2 separate regions of the Canis lupus genome follow, and region 1 is linked to region 2. Evidence: chromatin contacts called from public Hi-C data. All regions are on one chromosome and are shown on one strand. Each heading gives the region's core, a stretch centred on a gene start, on an enhancer-like site or on the middle of the called end of the contact. The rest is flanking DNA. Distances are from core to core; before and after follow the strand shown. Region 1 holds the start of ABT1 (activator of basal transcription 1). Region 2 holds the start of H4C8 (H4 clustered histone 8).

Region 1 (6,960 bases), core at 406-2,905, 160 kb before region 2:
TCCCTTTTAAGAGTCCCTGACTAGTGAGGGTTCCTCTGTGCTCTCTGAAAGTGGTGGAGCTCCAAAGATCTTGGCAAGCAGCCCTCGGTTGGAACGAGCCTGGTCCTTGGCATTAGCTAAGCGAGCCCGTTCACTTCCTCCAGGCCGAGCTGCCTTCCGGGCTCTCAGCTCTTGCTCAGTAGGACGCTGGGCAAAGTTCCAGGAGCCATTCGGGCGGGAAGAGTCCCCATCAGTAGCAAGGAAGCGCTGTCCCCGTTCCACACTTCGAAGATAGAAGTCAGTCTCACGCTTGGCCTGGGCAACCTCGGCCCTGAGGCGCTGCCTGCGCACCTGGCGCTCAAAGGCAAGATGTTCGCTGAGGTGGGACCACGTGAAACGGTGCAGGTACTGTGGACAGGAAAACAGGAAAAGATCCAGGTAAGATATGTCAGGAATGCAGAGGTGAAGAGAGAGAGTGAGGCCAGCAAGAGGGAATGAGGTGCCTAGGCTGGGGCTGGGGAGGTGGGAGGATGAGATGCGGCAGGAGAGCCTAACCCCCCTCACCTTGAGATTCCATAGGTCGTAACGGAAGGGGCTGCGCCTTCGGGCTCCCATGGGCGTGTTGTGAAGACTGGCCGCCACACGCTTGGCTACTCGCTTGTCCCGGAACTCCACCCAGCCCTCGGTGTAGTCCTTGCTGTACTTGGACCGCTTTTTCCCTCCCGTGGCTGAGGCTGACACTGCCTTCTTCTTGCGCCTCACGAACCCGTCTGTGAACCAAAGGCACAGCAGTGGTTTAGGAGGCCGACGTGGCACCCAGTCAACTTCATCTACGACCCCTCGGGCCAGGAACCCACCGCAAGGCCTTTCCCCGTACGCCATTTCCCTACGTCAAACTCAATCTTTTCTTCAAACGTCAACTTCTGCATCAGATCGGCTCAGGACATTCTATTTAAAACTCGCACACGCCCCCAAACCCAATTCAACCAGAGCTCAGACGAAAGCTGGGGTCACCTGGCCATACACCCGTCCTGAGTCTGTTTCTAGACTCAGGTCACGAGAGCAGAGGTGATGGGTGCCGTTGTGTTTGAAAAAGCCTCAGATTTTTATTCAGGGTGAACTCATTAACAAGCCGGCAAATCCGGTTCAGGAAACGGGGGCGTGCGGAATCGACACGACAAGCCCAAATTAACCATCCAAGCAAGAACTACTCATCGTGTGTTACTGAGCTATCCACCCCCGATCCCGCCTCCTGAAAGCTGAGAGCTCCGCTGATGACCAAGGGAGTCGGGCGCCGGCCTGGAGCCCCGTGCCCCCGCAGCGCCCTGGCTTCCGCGCCAGGGAACCCACCCCCTTCCCGAACATCCAGGGCCCGCGCTCTTACCCTCGGGCTGGAAAAAAACGCGTCCAACCTCTCCGAACGCGCTGAGAAGGTTCCGTACATGCAGAGGTCGAAAGCGGGGCGGGAGGTGGCCCAAGTACACAATACCCGGCACCACCCGCTTCTTGGCGCCACACGCCGCCTCTTCAGATTCCTCCTGCTCCTCCTCTGCCTCTGCTTTCTGGTCTGTCCCTTCCAGAGGCTCCTGCCCCACAGCTTCCTTCTCCAACTCCTCTGCCTCCATGCTGGCGCCGATGAGACGTACGACAGCCGTAAAGCGCCGCGCCGTCCTGCCGCACACCGCGTGCGCCGGCCGGCGGCGAAGGGCGGGGAGATGACGTCATAGTACATAGAAGGACCGGATTGGACGCAGCAAGCGGAAGTGGGGGCCTGGTCGGCCGCGGGATTCGAAGCGGGAAGGCGGGATCAAAGGCGAGATGGTGAAGCCGGCTGCGGCTGGCGATGGGGAGGCGGGAGTGGAGGAGTTGGTCCCCGGGGGTCACTTACCCTAGAGAACGCCTCGGCTGCGTGGAAACACGCAGGAGGCGGCCTCTTCTGGATACGTTGCAAAGCTTTGGGAAGTCGGGCGAGGTTTCTGTGTCTTAGCCATCAACCCGACATTTGACCTACGGACCTGGGCAAGACTCCGGTTGGGAGATGATACCACCTTTCAAAGTGGACTTAACTTTCAGTTTTTAAAATTGTCTGGAGTTTTGACGTTTCAGTTATTTTTTTGAGAATCCGAGCGCTCTGAATGTCTTTAGGTTTTGGAAATGTAGTTTAGCTTTGAAAATACACGTTTCGGAAATTTAGAGAAGTTTTAAAGATTTCAATTGTGACCTCATTTAGTGTAAAACCTTTTGTTTGCTTTAAAATATTAATTATAAGTTTGATTTTGTGAATAGGATTACCAAAAAAATGTGCAACAGTTAATATGCAACAGTTACTTCTCTGGTTTTAAAAACGTTATTTCGGCGCCTGTCATAGCTTTGTATTGACACGTGATTCATATTGATGTTACGAACACATGGTTTCCTGTGTCCCCTCGGCCCTGGCGACCCGGGGCGTCGCGCTGCTCTAACTCTGGCCCCCTGGGCCCTGCCCTGCTAGAGGCCGGGAGTAAGGAACCTCCGGGCCGGCGATGCTCACGCCCCTGAGGACCCGGTGCCCCTGCTCGACCCCGTGCCCCTGCTGCAGTCCCGGCCACCCCCGCCCAGCCCCCTCCCTACCGCCTCCGAGACCTCTCCCGTGGCGCAGAAACCGTCCGGGAGGGGGCGCCGTTCACCTGCTCTTGGCGCCGCGGTTCCCCGCCACGCCCCTACCCCTTCGCCCCCGCCTTTGCACCTGCTGCAGGGCCAAATGCAAAGCCCCGAGGCTACCAATGTGGACAGCGGTGCAGCCGGCTTTCTAGAAGGGGCCCCGGGCGAGTGTGAGGATAATATAAACCCGCCCTCGCTGCAGCCGGACAAAATTTCCCATCCCGCTGAGACGGACGTGTGCGCACACGAAGCCGGAGGACTGCAGCAGGGGCACGGGGTCGAGCTATCATCCGAGGGGAAGGCTCTCCCAGTGTTTTGTGGGCTTTTTTGTTTTGTTTGTTTGTTTGTTTAAGATTTTATTCATTTATTCATGAGAGACACAGAGAGAGAAAGGCAGGCTCCATGCAGGGAGCCCGATGTGGGACCCCGCCCTGGGCTGAAGGGAGGCGCTCATCCACTGAGCCACCCAGGCGTCCCTCCCAGTGTATTTCTGCCTGAACACGGCGCCTAGCTCTTTGATAAAGAGGACGAAAGATCGAATAAACCAGACTTCTCCGGTGCTTACACTAGTTTCATTAATTTTATAACGGGATTTTCTATCAGTTGCCCGCCGCCCGCCGCTGCTTTTTTGGAGGAAGGATGGGGGCGCTAAGAGATACAGACTCGGTCCCGCATTTAATTCTAAGGTCTTCAGGGACGCCTGGGCGGCGCAGTGGTTGAACGTCTACCTTTGGCTCGGGGCGAGATCCTGGGGGTCCAGGATTGAATCCCACATCGGGCTCCTTGCGGGGAGCCTGCTTCTCCCTCTGCCGGTGTCTCTGCCTCTCTGTGGGTCTCTCACGGATAAATAAGTAAATAAACATTTTTTTAAAAATTAAAAAAAATAATAATCTTTACCTCTTCAAAACACGGAGCCGCGGTGGATGAAGTGAGAGCACACGTCTAGGTTTTGCTTCACAAGGTCGGGGGTGGGAAGGGGGCATGAAGGGGTATAGATGATGCTAGTTGTACAGGTGTGATGCCTATGATGGTAATTTGTGCTGTTTTCTCCACCTGTGTGTATTTGAAGTTGTCATCAATAAAATGTTTATTCACTTGAATATCAACAGAGAGCCCAGAAAGGCCATCCAAAAGGACCTCCAAAATAAAATGAAAACCTTGGGCCAAGCCTGCTTTCTGCTTCTCCAGACTCCGCATGACCCTTTCCAAAACTTCATGAAAAGTCAGTCTCCCAGGAGACCCTGTCTTACATAAGCAGCTTCTTTTGTACGAACCTGAGGATCCTTTATTTTTTGTTGTTATTTTCAGGCCTACGAGTTCATCTGTGAGCACAAACGACAACCTGCCCAACTGTGTTCAAGTTTTCTTAACCAAAACAAAACAAACAAACAAAAAGTTTTCTTAACTTTCATTAAGGGTCCAGACTTGCTGCGTCAATGAAAACCTTTCAAAAGGTACAGTCCTCCGAGCCGGATTCGAACCAGCGACCTAAGGATGCCCACGTGACTCAACATCTACAGTCCTCCGCTCTACCAACTGAGCTATCGAAGGATCTGAGGTGTGGCTTCTTAGAATACTTTAAATAATGTTTATCTCAGTGGTTTTTCACTATTTTTAAAATAGGTGAACAAAAATGCTAGGAATGTTCTAAAACGGATGGAGTGGTGATCATAGAGATACATTAAATAATTAATACCTTTAAACACTTAAGCTTTGTGCTTTTTACTGTCTGTTTTAGGTTTTTATTTTCTTAAATTTTTTTACTTTATTCTTTTTTTTTTTTTGTATATTTTTTATTAACGTTCGATTTGCCAGCATAGTATAACACCCAGTGCTCATCCCATCAAGTGCCCCCTGCCCACCTCCCCTTCCACTACCCCTTGCTCATTTCCCAGTTAGGAGTCTCTCATGTTCTGTCACCCCCTCTGAGATTTCCCACTCATTTTCTTTCCTTTCCCCTTTAATCCCTTTCACTATTTTTTATATTCCCTGTGTGAATGAAACCATGTAATGATTGTCCTTCTCTGATTGACTTACTTCACTCAGCATAACACCCTCCATTTCTATCCATGTTGAAGCAAATGCTGGGTATTTGTCGTTTCTAATGGCTGAGTAATATTCCATTGTTTATATAGACTACATCTTCTTTATCCATTTATATTTTAATGGGCACTGAGGCTCCTTCCACAGTTTGTCTATTGTGGACATTGCTGCTATAAACACTGGGGTGCAGGTATCTCGGTTTTTCACTGCACCTGCATCTTTGGGGTAAATCCCCAGCAGTGCAATTGCTGGGTCGTAGGGCAGGTCTATTTTTAACTCTTTGAGGAACCTCCACACAGTTTTCCAGAGTGGCTGCACTAGTTCCCATTCCCACCAATAGTGTAAGAGGGTTCCCCTTTCTCCACATCCTCTCCCAACATTTGTTGTTTCCTGTCTTGTTAATTTTCACCATTCTCACTGGTGTGAGGTGGTATCTCATTGTGGTTTTGATTGTATTTCCCTGATGGCAAGTGATGCAGAGCATTTTCTCATGTGCTTGTTGGCCATGTCTATGTCTTCCTCTGTGAGATTTCTGTTCATGTCTTTTGCCCATTTCATGACTGGGTTGTTTGTTTCTTTGCTGCTGAGTTATAATAAGTTCCTTTATAGATCTTGGATACTAGCCCTTTATCTGTTACGTCATTTGCAAATACCTTCTCCCATTCTGTAAGTTGTCTTTTAGTTTCGTTGACTGTTCCTTTTGCTGTGCAGAAGCTTTTTATCTTGATGAAGCCCCAATAGTTCATTTTTGTTTTTGTTTCCCTTGCCTTCATGGATGTATCTTGCAAGACACTGCTGTGGCCAAGTTCAAAAAAAGGTGTTGCCTGTGTTCTCCTCTAGGATTTTGATGGATTTTTGTCTCACATTTAGATTTTTCATCTATTTTGAGTTTATCTTTGTGTATGGTGTAAGAGAATGGTCTAGTTTCATTCTTCTGCATGTGGATGTCCAATTTTCCCAGCACTATTTACTAAAGAGACTGTCCTTTTTCCAGTGGATAGTCTTTCCTGCTTTGCCGAATATTAGTTAGTTGACCATAGAGTTGAGGGCCCATTTCTGGATTCTCTATTCTGTTCCGTTGATCTATATGTCTGTATTTGTACCAGTAGCGCACTGTCGTGATGATCACAGCTTTGTAGTACAACTTGAAATCCAGCATTGTGATGCCCCTGGCTCCGGTTTTCTTTTTCAATATTCCCCTGGCTATTTGGGGTCTTTTCTGATTCCACATAAATCTTAAGACTATTTGTTCCAACTCTCTGAAGAAAGTCCATGGTATTTTGATAGGGATTGCATTGAATGTGTAAATTCTCCTAGGTAGCACTGACATTTTCACAATATTAATTCTTCCAATCCATGAGCATGGAGTATTTTTCCATCTCTTTGTGTCTTCCTCAATTTCTTTCAGAAGTGTTCTGTAGTTTTTAGGGTATAGATCCTTTACCTCTTTGGTTAGGTTTATTCCTAGGTATCTTATGCTTTTGGGTGCAATTGTAAATGGGATTGACTCCTTAATTTCACTTTCTTCAGTCTCATTGTTAGTGTATAGAAATGCCACTGATTTCTGGGCATTGATTTTGTATCCTGCCACATTGCTGAATTGCTGTATGAGTTCTAGCAATCTTGGGGTGGAGTCTTTTGGGTTTTCAATGTACAGTATCATGTCATCTGTGAAGAAGGAGGGTGTGACTTCTTCTTTGCCAATTTGAATGCCTTTTATTTGTCTGATTGCTAAGGCTAGGACTTCTAGTACTATGTTGAATAGCAGTGGTGAGAGTGGACATCCCTGTCGTGTTCCTGATCTTAGGGGAAAGGCTCCCAGTGTTTCCCCATTGAGAATGATATTTGTTGTGGGCTTTTTGTAGATGGCTTTTAAGATGCTGGGGAATGTTCCCTCTATCCTTACACTCTGTGGCGTTCCAGCTGTTCACTCTTTAAATCTCAGATGGAATTTGTAGGTTTGCAGGATGATTTGAAAGTTATCTAGGTAAGTTGTTGGGGCCAGGTGTGTTGAGGACCCCTCTCCTCCATTTTCTGGTGAGGTCCTGTTTTAGGTGTTTAAAAAACAAAAACAAAAACAAAAACAAAAAAAAACACCACCACCCATGTTCCATGTCCTGTTTGCTTAGGTATAATATTGATAGGACCATCACCCTTAATTCTACTTGCTGTCCTGCTGTCCCTTCCGCTTACCGCCGCTCTATTTAACCAATAAATGATAATTTATCCTAAATATAGACAGCGCGGTTAAAGAGGGATCTACCACCCTGAAGTGGACATGCTGCCGAGTTCATTTTG
Region 2 (6,685 bases), core at 3,161-5,660:
GTCCTTTTGATGGCAGCAAGAGCAAAGGCAAGAAGGAAGGGAAGGGGGAAGATGAGGGTAAGAGTGAAAGCCAGTGACCCGGACTCCGGGAGCCCGCGGCCTCCCGAGGGCACCCCGCGAGCTGCTCAGTCCCTCCTTGGGGAGGCGCCGCTTCACAGCCGCGAGCCGCCCTGGAACTGTGAGCTCAAAAATCCGGATTACTGGACGGGCTTGTTCCAGTTTGGACTCTCGACGTGTCTTCGGTCCTGACCCTGGTCCTTCTCAGGCCTTTGAGAAGGAAAGAAAAAAGAAAAAAAAAAAAAAAAAAAAAAAAAGTAGGAGAAAAGACACGGGTGTGGAAAACAGAACAGGTAAAAAAAAAAAAAAAAGGCATATCTGGGGCAACGCATAAAGACTCCTAACCACGAAGGGATTCGAACCCTCAATCTTCTGATCCGAAGTCAGACGCCTTATCCGTTAGGCCACGTGGTCCCTGAGCTCGCGGTGCAGCCGTGGCTCTTAGTACGTCTAATGAGCTTTCTGGCCGGTCAGCAGTCGTCCAACAGCGCCCCGGCCTCCTTGTCCTTGAAAATATGGGCTCGAGATGACGTTATTTGGTCTGGGGTACCCGCCTGACCACGCCCGAGCAGAAAAGCTGTTTCTGGCACCTGAGAGATGCCAAGATACTTCATTCATATGTCTGCATCCAAGGACATATATATTTTTTAATAAACTTACTCAGAGCTGCTTCCTTATACATACTCAGCCACAGTCAGTATTTTCAGACTCTGGATACTTGGAAGGTCCTTCTGGACAGTTATCATGCAAAACGCAGCGGAAGAAAGCCTTAGCATCTGTACGGTTGTCTTTCTCGCTTTCCTTCCTGGACACCTGCAGGGTCCCTGGGCATCACCATTTGCCCTTCTCGTTCTCCTCTGGGACTTTTCTCCGATTGTAATATTACACTTTCCCCAGTGTATCTATCTGTTTGGAGAAGAAGAGTCGGTCTCAGGCACTGGCCTGGTGGAGACACTATCTTCAGGAAGATTACTGGCAAGGATATCCAACCAAAAGAATTTTTGAGGATGACTGGTGTGTTAGTATCCATGACATGCATCAACATATTTTCTGATGATGTCTAAGAAAAAGCTATCCTAGAGATCTGTAGTAGAAGATAATGATGAAAGCCTCGGACAGTTAATAATTGTTGACAAGAAATGTGCTGCTGATATGGGCCTGGTTACGGAATGGTGGACAGTGAAGGTTGGGATAGGGGTCAATCCATCTATCATGTTCATCTAGATGTTTTTGGAGGGGAGAAGATGAATTGGCCTCCTTGTTTAGCATACTTTAGGGATAATTTTCTTTTCTCTTGGCAATGATCAAGTTTGCAAGTTCCAATATGTTAGACAGTACACTTATTTTTGCCTGTATATGGAGAGGTTGCAGAAATAATTTTCAAAAACCCTATACATTATAAAAGACATTGTTGTATAGTTTATGATAAAAAAAAAACCCCAAAAACACAAAGACCAGATCACAAACTTGAAAACTCCAGAGATTTTTTCTGATGAGAAAATGTTACTCATATTACTCCTTTGATCAAAATTAGTGATGGTTTCTTACTGCCCCTAGACAAATAAAATCAAAACCTGTTTGCACTGCATACTCACTTTCTTACGACTGGCACTTTCCCTATCTCATCTGCCACAACTCAGAATTATATTGTAAGATCTAAAATTTCAAGGGCTCCTTTGGCATCTCTAAGCCTTACAGGGCCCCAAAAAGTCCTGTGAATTCACCTGTTCTCACAGGATATGCCCCGTACTTGGCCAATTCCCCCATCAACCAGACGAGGTACATTCCAGCCCTTCGACCTAATGGGTTTCACCTGTCAGTCCTGGAAGCTATTAAAATAAGCCAATTCCATCTTTTTGGAGAGAACTAGGGGTCACACTTTCCTCTCTCTGCTCCAAAGTTCACCTCTCACAGTCCTTGCTGGTCACTCTATTCCGGAGTGCAACCTGAGCAAACTTGCATAGCTTGCAGTGGCCTCCTCTTCTAGGCTGTGAGTATACCTCTACCAGTCTCATCTGTCCAGTGTTGAGCGTGGTGTATCGGGCCATCTGGTATTGTTTAGGGAGGAGGATCCCTCCTTCACCTATAGTGTAAATGGGAGGTGATCAGAATACAGCTGCTTTACTTTTCTCCCCAAATCCTCCTCCTACAATCTGCCTCACCTTCATGTTCGATCACACTGAGTGTTTTGTAGTTCTCTAGAAACCCTTAACTGTTATACCTCCTTGTATTTGTTATTTTTCTATCTAGAAGCCTCTTCTTGGCTACCTGCCAAGCTCTTACTCATTCTAGATTGGACTCAAAATCTGCCACCTTTCCCAAATTGGGCCATTGTCAGGGCAGAGGTAATGCAGCAAATCTTTTTTTTTTTTTCAGCAAATCTATTTTGTTCAAGTTTTCACAGATCTCTTTATCCATGGTGATGACCCTTTGTCAAACTCGGAACTGAAATACTGGAATATTCACTTAGTTACTGGGTAATGATGTTATTTTGGGTACTGAAGCAGTGGGTCACTATGAAGTAGGTTGTCAGCATATTTAAAGTAAACTTGGAAATTCAAGTTTCCATGCGTATCTGGTGTCTGGATGGCTGATCATGTGTCAGGTATCCGATTAGCTCCTTTTCAGAACTTGGGCTCTAATACTCAGGTGGACTTTGTTTGGCAACCACAGCTTTCACTAGTCCCTGCAGTTCAGAACTGGAGAGAGAGTGAGTATCATCTCTGAAGATGGATGGAGATTGAGGACAAAAAAAGACTTCTCTTGTGTTTGGTTGTATATCTCTTTTTCCTGCTGTGTCTGCATTTTTCTCTTTGCTGTAATGAATCTTTGTATGTTCATGTTCAGTCATGCGAGTCCTTCTAGAAAATCATTCAACTACTCGATGATGGAGCCACCAGAAACAATCATTTTTCCTTATTCTCACTGCGCTTTAGTGAATAATCTTTGAAAAATATCTTATTGTACTATACATACTTGTTTAAAAGTATGACTAGGCCACAGACTACTTAAATACTTTTCTTAGTGCTTAGTGCAGTATCTGACACATAAACATCTGTATAGGGATCTTTTCTGAGGGATATGTAACACATACACTTTTAAAAATGAGCCTAGAGAACAGTCCTATCAGAGATTGTAAAGAAGGTAGGTGGTAGAGACATTACCAGCAGCGACCACATAAGTGGTTTTCTCAGGTCAGAGTTCTATCGTGGCCACCAAGACTTTGCATTCTGCCTCAAACTGTTACTTATTTACTCTGAAGATTAAGACTCTCATAGCTGCACAGGTTTGGGGCTGGGATGGCCCAGTAAATTTCGTCTATGGCTTTAGCCACAAGGCCACAACTACCTAACAAGCAGCTCTTTGAATTATGCGTGAAAGGAAATAAAACTCATTGCTACATTCAGCTTATTTTAGCGTTTACCCGCTTTCATACGTCAGTGAGACTCATGATAACTGGTTGCAATAGTAGCAGTGTCACTTTGGCAGCCACTAGAAATGAGGTTTATTGTGGAAACTCATATTAGTTATTGATAGTGTCCTTTATTGACGTTCTATTTATGTCTAGAAGTTGTAAACACTTTCACGAAACCATTGAAACTTCAGAATTTGACAAAACAGCCTTTTTTATTTTTTTTTTTTGTTTGTTTTTACAGCCTCTTTTTTTAGTTGTGAAACTAAACCACAGAATTTTAACTAAAGTGCTGAAGCAAAAATTGTTAGCAGAGGATGGTTTCGATCCATCGACCTCTGGGTTATGGGCCCAGCACGCTTCCGCTGCGCCACTCTGCTCCTCGGTAGGTTGGGCCTCCTAATAATACCTTTAACTATGTTCAGAGGTACAGGCAGAACCCTTCCCCCCACCTTACGAAAATGCCTCTGTACTTCAACCTTCGGCTACCACAAGCTGCCAGTTCTCTTCGGAATAATATCGGTCCCAGAATCAAAGAGGAAGCGAAGTAGACGCAGAACTCCCGGTTGAGGTTCCGGACGTAGAAATGAGAAGTGGCGGGATATATGAGAATTACAAGCTTTAATCAGCAGGGAGGAGAGAGGGAAACCGAGTAAGGAACCCGGGCTTCGGTGCGGCCGCCGAGGATGCCGCTGCGGAGACGCTGCCCAGGCTCGCTTCCGCCCGCGGGAGAGCACCTCCCGGGCCCGGTGATGCGGCCATTGGCTCTACGCGTGAGCCCGGGGCCGGGCGAGCGGCGGGAAGAGCTGGTCCGCGGCCGCAGAACGCCGGGGGCTCCGCGGACTAACGCGGGAAAAATGGTGCCAAACGCTCCTTTCCTTTAGCGCAGTTAAAAAGGTCTGAAATTCCCATTTGGGGACAGAGGGCGGAGGGCGCGGAGGGCACGGCGGCAGCGGGGGAGGGAGCGCGCCGGCTCAACTCCCGTGACGTCACGGGGGTCCGGGCGAGGGGCGGGTTCGGGCAACGGCCAGTCCCGCGTGAGCGCTTCCTGTTTTCAATTAGGTCCGCGATCCGCGTATATAAGGAGGTTGCCCCAACGGCTTTCACGCTGATTCTGAGAACGTTCTGAACGTTGCAGATATGTCTGGTCGCGGCAAGGGCGGGAAGGGACTAGGCAAGGGCGGCGCCAAGCGCCACCGCAAGGTGCTGCGCGACAACATCCAGGGCATCACCAAGCCCGCCATCCGGCGGCTGGCCCGGCGCGGCGGCGTCAAGCGCATCTCGGGCCTCATCTACGAGGAGACCCGCGGGGTGCTCAAGGTGTTCCTGGAGAACGTGATCCGGGACGCCGTCACCTACACGGAGCACGCCAAGCGCAAGACGGTCACGGCCATGGACGTGGTCTACGCGCTCAAGCGCCAGGGCCGCACCCTCTACGGCTTCGGCGGCTGAACTCCGCATCCGTCGCTTTTTCTAAACACACAAAGGCCCTTTTCAGGGCCGCCCACATGTGTCCCGAAAGAGCTGCAGCTTTTCTTGCTGTTTTAATAAGTCCGTGTTTGAGCTTCTAGATTTCAGGCGCGGGGCGGGGGTGGTTCGGTTTTAGTTTCGGAGCGAGTCTTCAACTGGTTAATTTCCGGATTCCGGGAGTTGCTTTGCTGGCAGTCGGCTCCGTTCAAATCTTAGCTTCCGGACAGTTTTAAGGGGGGAGAGCAGGTCACGTGGCGCCGCCTGCTCTCCAGGGAGCTTCCCCGTTTTCCGAGGGCCGAGGTAGGAGTCGTGCGTGCCTGGCTCCGCTAGAAAGCGGGGATCCCCGGCCCGTAGGCAGCGGGTGGGCCTTCCCCGCCGAGCCCCGCGCCCAACATGGCGGGGCGGCTGGGAGACAAAGGGAGCGCGCCCGGCCCCTGCTGGGCGGCGGGGGAACAAAGGAGTTCCGGCGGGGTGGCCGGCCACGACCTCGCTCCGACTCCGCCCCGCCGCGTCGCGCCCTCACCCGGGGCCCCCTGTTCCCGGTCGTCCACGTTCCGAAGGCACTGGGGGAAACCCCCTCGCGGGGGGAGCTGGCCAGTGTTTAGCATCGCCCCCGAAATTTCCTGATAGTTTGAAAACCTTAAAAAGATAAGGATGTTGCTTAATGAACGAAATGTCACCAAAACCTAAGCAGACACGATAGCATTTTTAAAACGTGTACAAATAGGCCTCGGGATATTTCACCCAATGTTACTAGGTGTAGGGAAGGATATATTCTTCCTTCAAGGTCTTCCAGCTGCACTAAAATTTACAGGAGACGTATGGACAGGAGAAAAAATACCTAAAGTTTTATTACCTTTGGGCAGAGGCCCAGTAATGAAACGGAGACAAACATGACAGGCAGTTTTTATACCTTTTAGACTGAAGACAATAAATTTGTGGGGAGTTGACAGGATTAAAAAGATGTGTTAACTTTTAATATTAAGGAGAATTTATTGCACTGACCTTATTTTTCTCATTTTTACACAGTAGGAAAAATAATAGAGAAAATTGGCACGGACTAATTAATACTAGCCATAGATGAGCATTTGGACACCAGTGATGTGTTCAAGTTCCTTTTGTTTCAAAATTGAAAAAAAAAAAAAATCTCCGAATCAGCTCAGCTAATCAGAGTGGGGCAAGGAAGTTAAAGCAGATTTCTTGACTATTTCCCCTAAAGTTATATACTTCTAACTACCTGTTTTAAACCTTATATTCTATTATCATAAGTAATCCACACATGCATTAATGTTATTACTAGAATATTATGAAGTAATCCACACAATGAAATTTCTACTTAATATTTTATATTCCAGCAAAGCATCCTATAAAATTTTTTAAGGTAGCCAACAAAGCAAATGTCAACCAATAGATGTAACATAATTAGGCATACAATCTAACATTGCTACTAAAACAAACTAGATTTAGCTACATGTGTCGACATGGCAACTCATTGTTCCCTGAATAAAACCACTCCCAGAAACTAGCTGCAATATGATACTGTTTTGATTCATTTTGGCTAATTATGCTGATAGTCCTCACAGCATAATTATAGTAAGTCCCGTTGACTTACTATGATAAAGGTTTATGTTTTGCTCATAATGTTTACTGACTGTGGGTCATTTATTGAGTATGAAGATTTCTTATTTTGAAGTTATCTGAATTTCCTTTGAGCATATAAAAGGAGAGTTCTTTTAGGAAGGGAGG

Evidence for each region. A called contact is a pair of places that touch in the nucleus more often than the background predicts.
Region 1: a Hi-C map of blood shows a contact between it and region 2, with 5 times the contacts expected there. The contact joins the promoter of ABT1 here to the promoter of H4C8 in region 2. A contact is called at or near these places in 2 of 9 Hi-C or Micro-C datasets (both in blood).

Annotation. Positions count from the first base shown.
Region 1 is chr35:25,833,291-25,840,250 of UU_Cfam_GSD_1.0, reverse strand. It overlaps ABT1 (activator of basal transcription 1), which reads right to left and starts at 1,655. Exons shown (of 3, transcript XM_038584400.1): 1 at 1,364-1,655; 2 at 544-749; 3 at 1-387. The coding sequence starts at 1,604. The coding sequence ends at 7. It overlaps TRNAY-GUA (a tRNA gene), which reads right to left and starts at 4,170; the gene lies at 4,080-4,170.
Region 2 is chr35:25,673,615-25,680,299 of UU_Cfam_GSD_1.0, reverse strand. It overlaps H4C8 (H4 clustered histone 8), which reads left to right and starts at 4,410. Exons shown (of 1, transcript NM_001374580.1): 1 at 4,410-4,940. The coding sequence starts at 4,610. The coding sequence ends at 4,921. TRNAM-CAU (a tRNA gene) reads right to left here and starts at 3,849; the gene lies at 3,778-3,849. It overlaps TRNAR-UCG (a tRNA gene), which reads right to left and starts at 471; the gene lies at 399-471.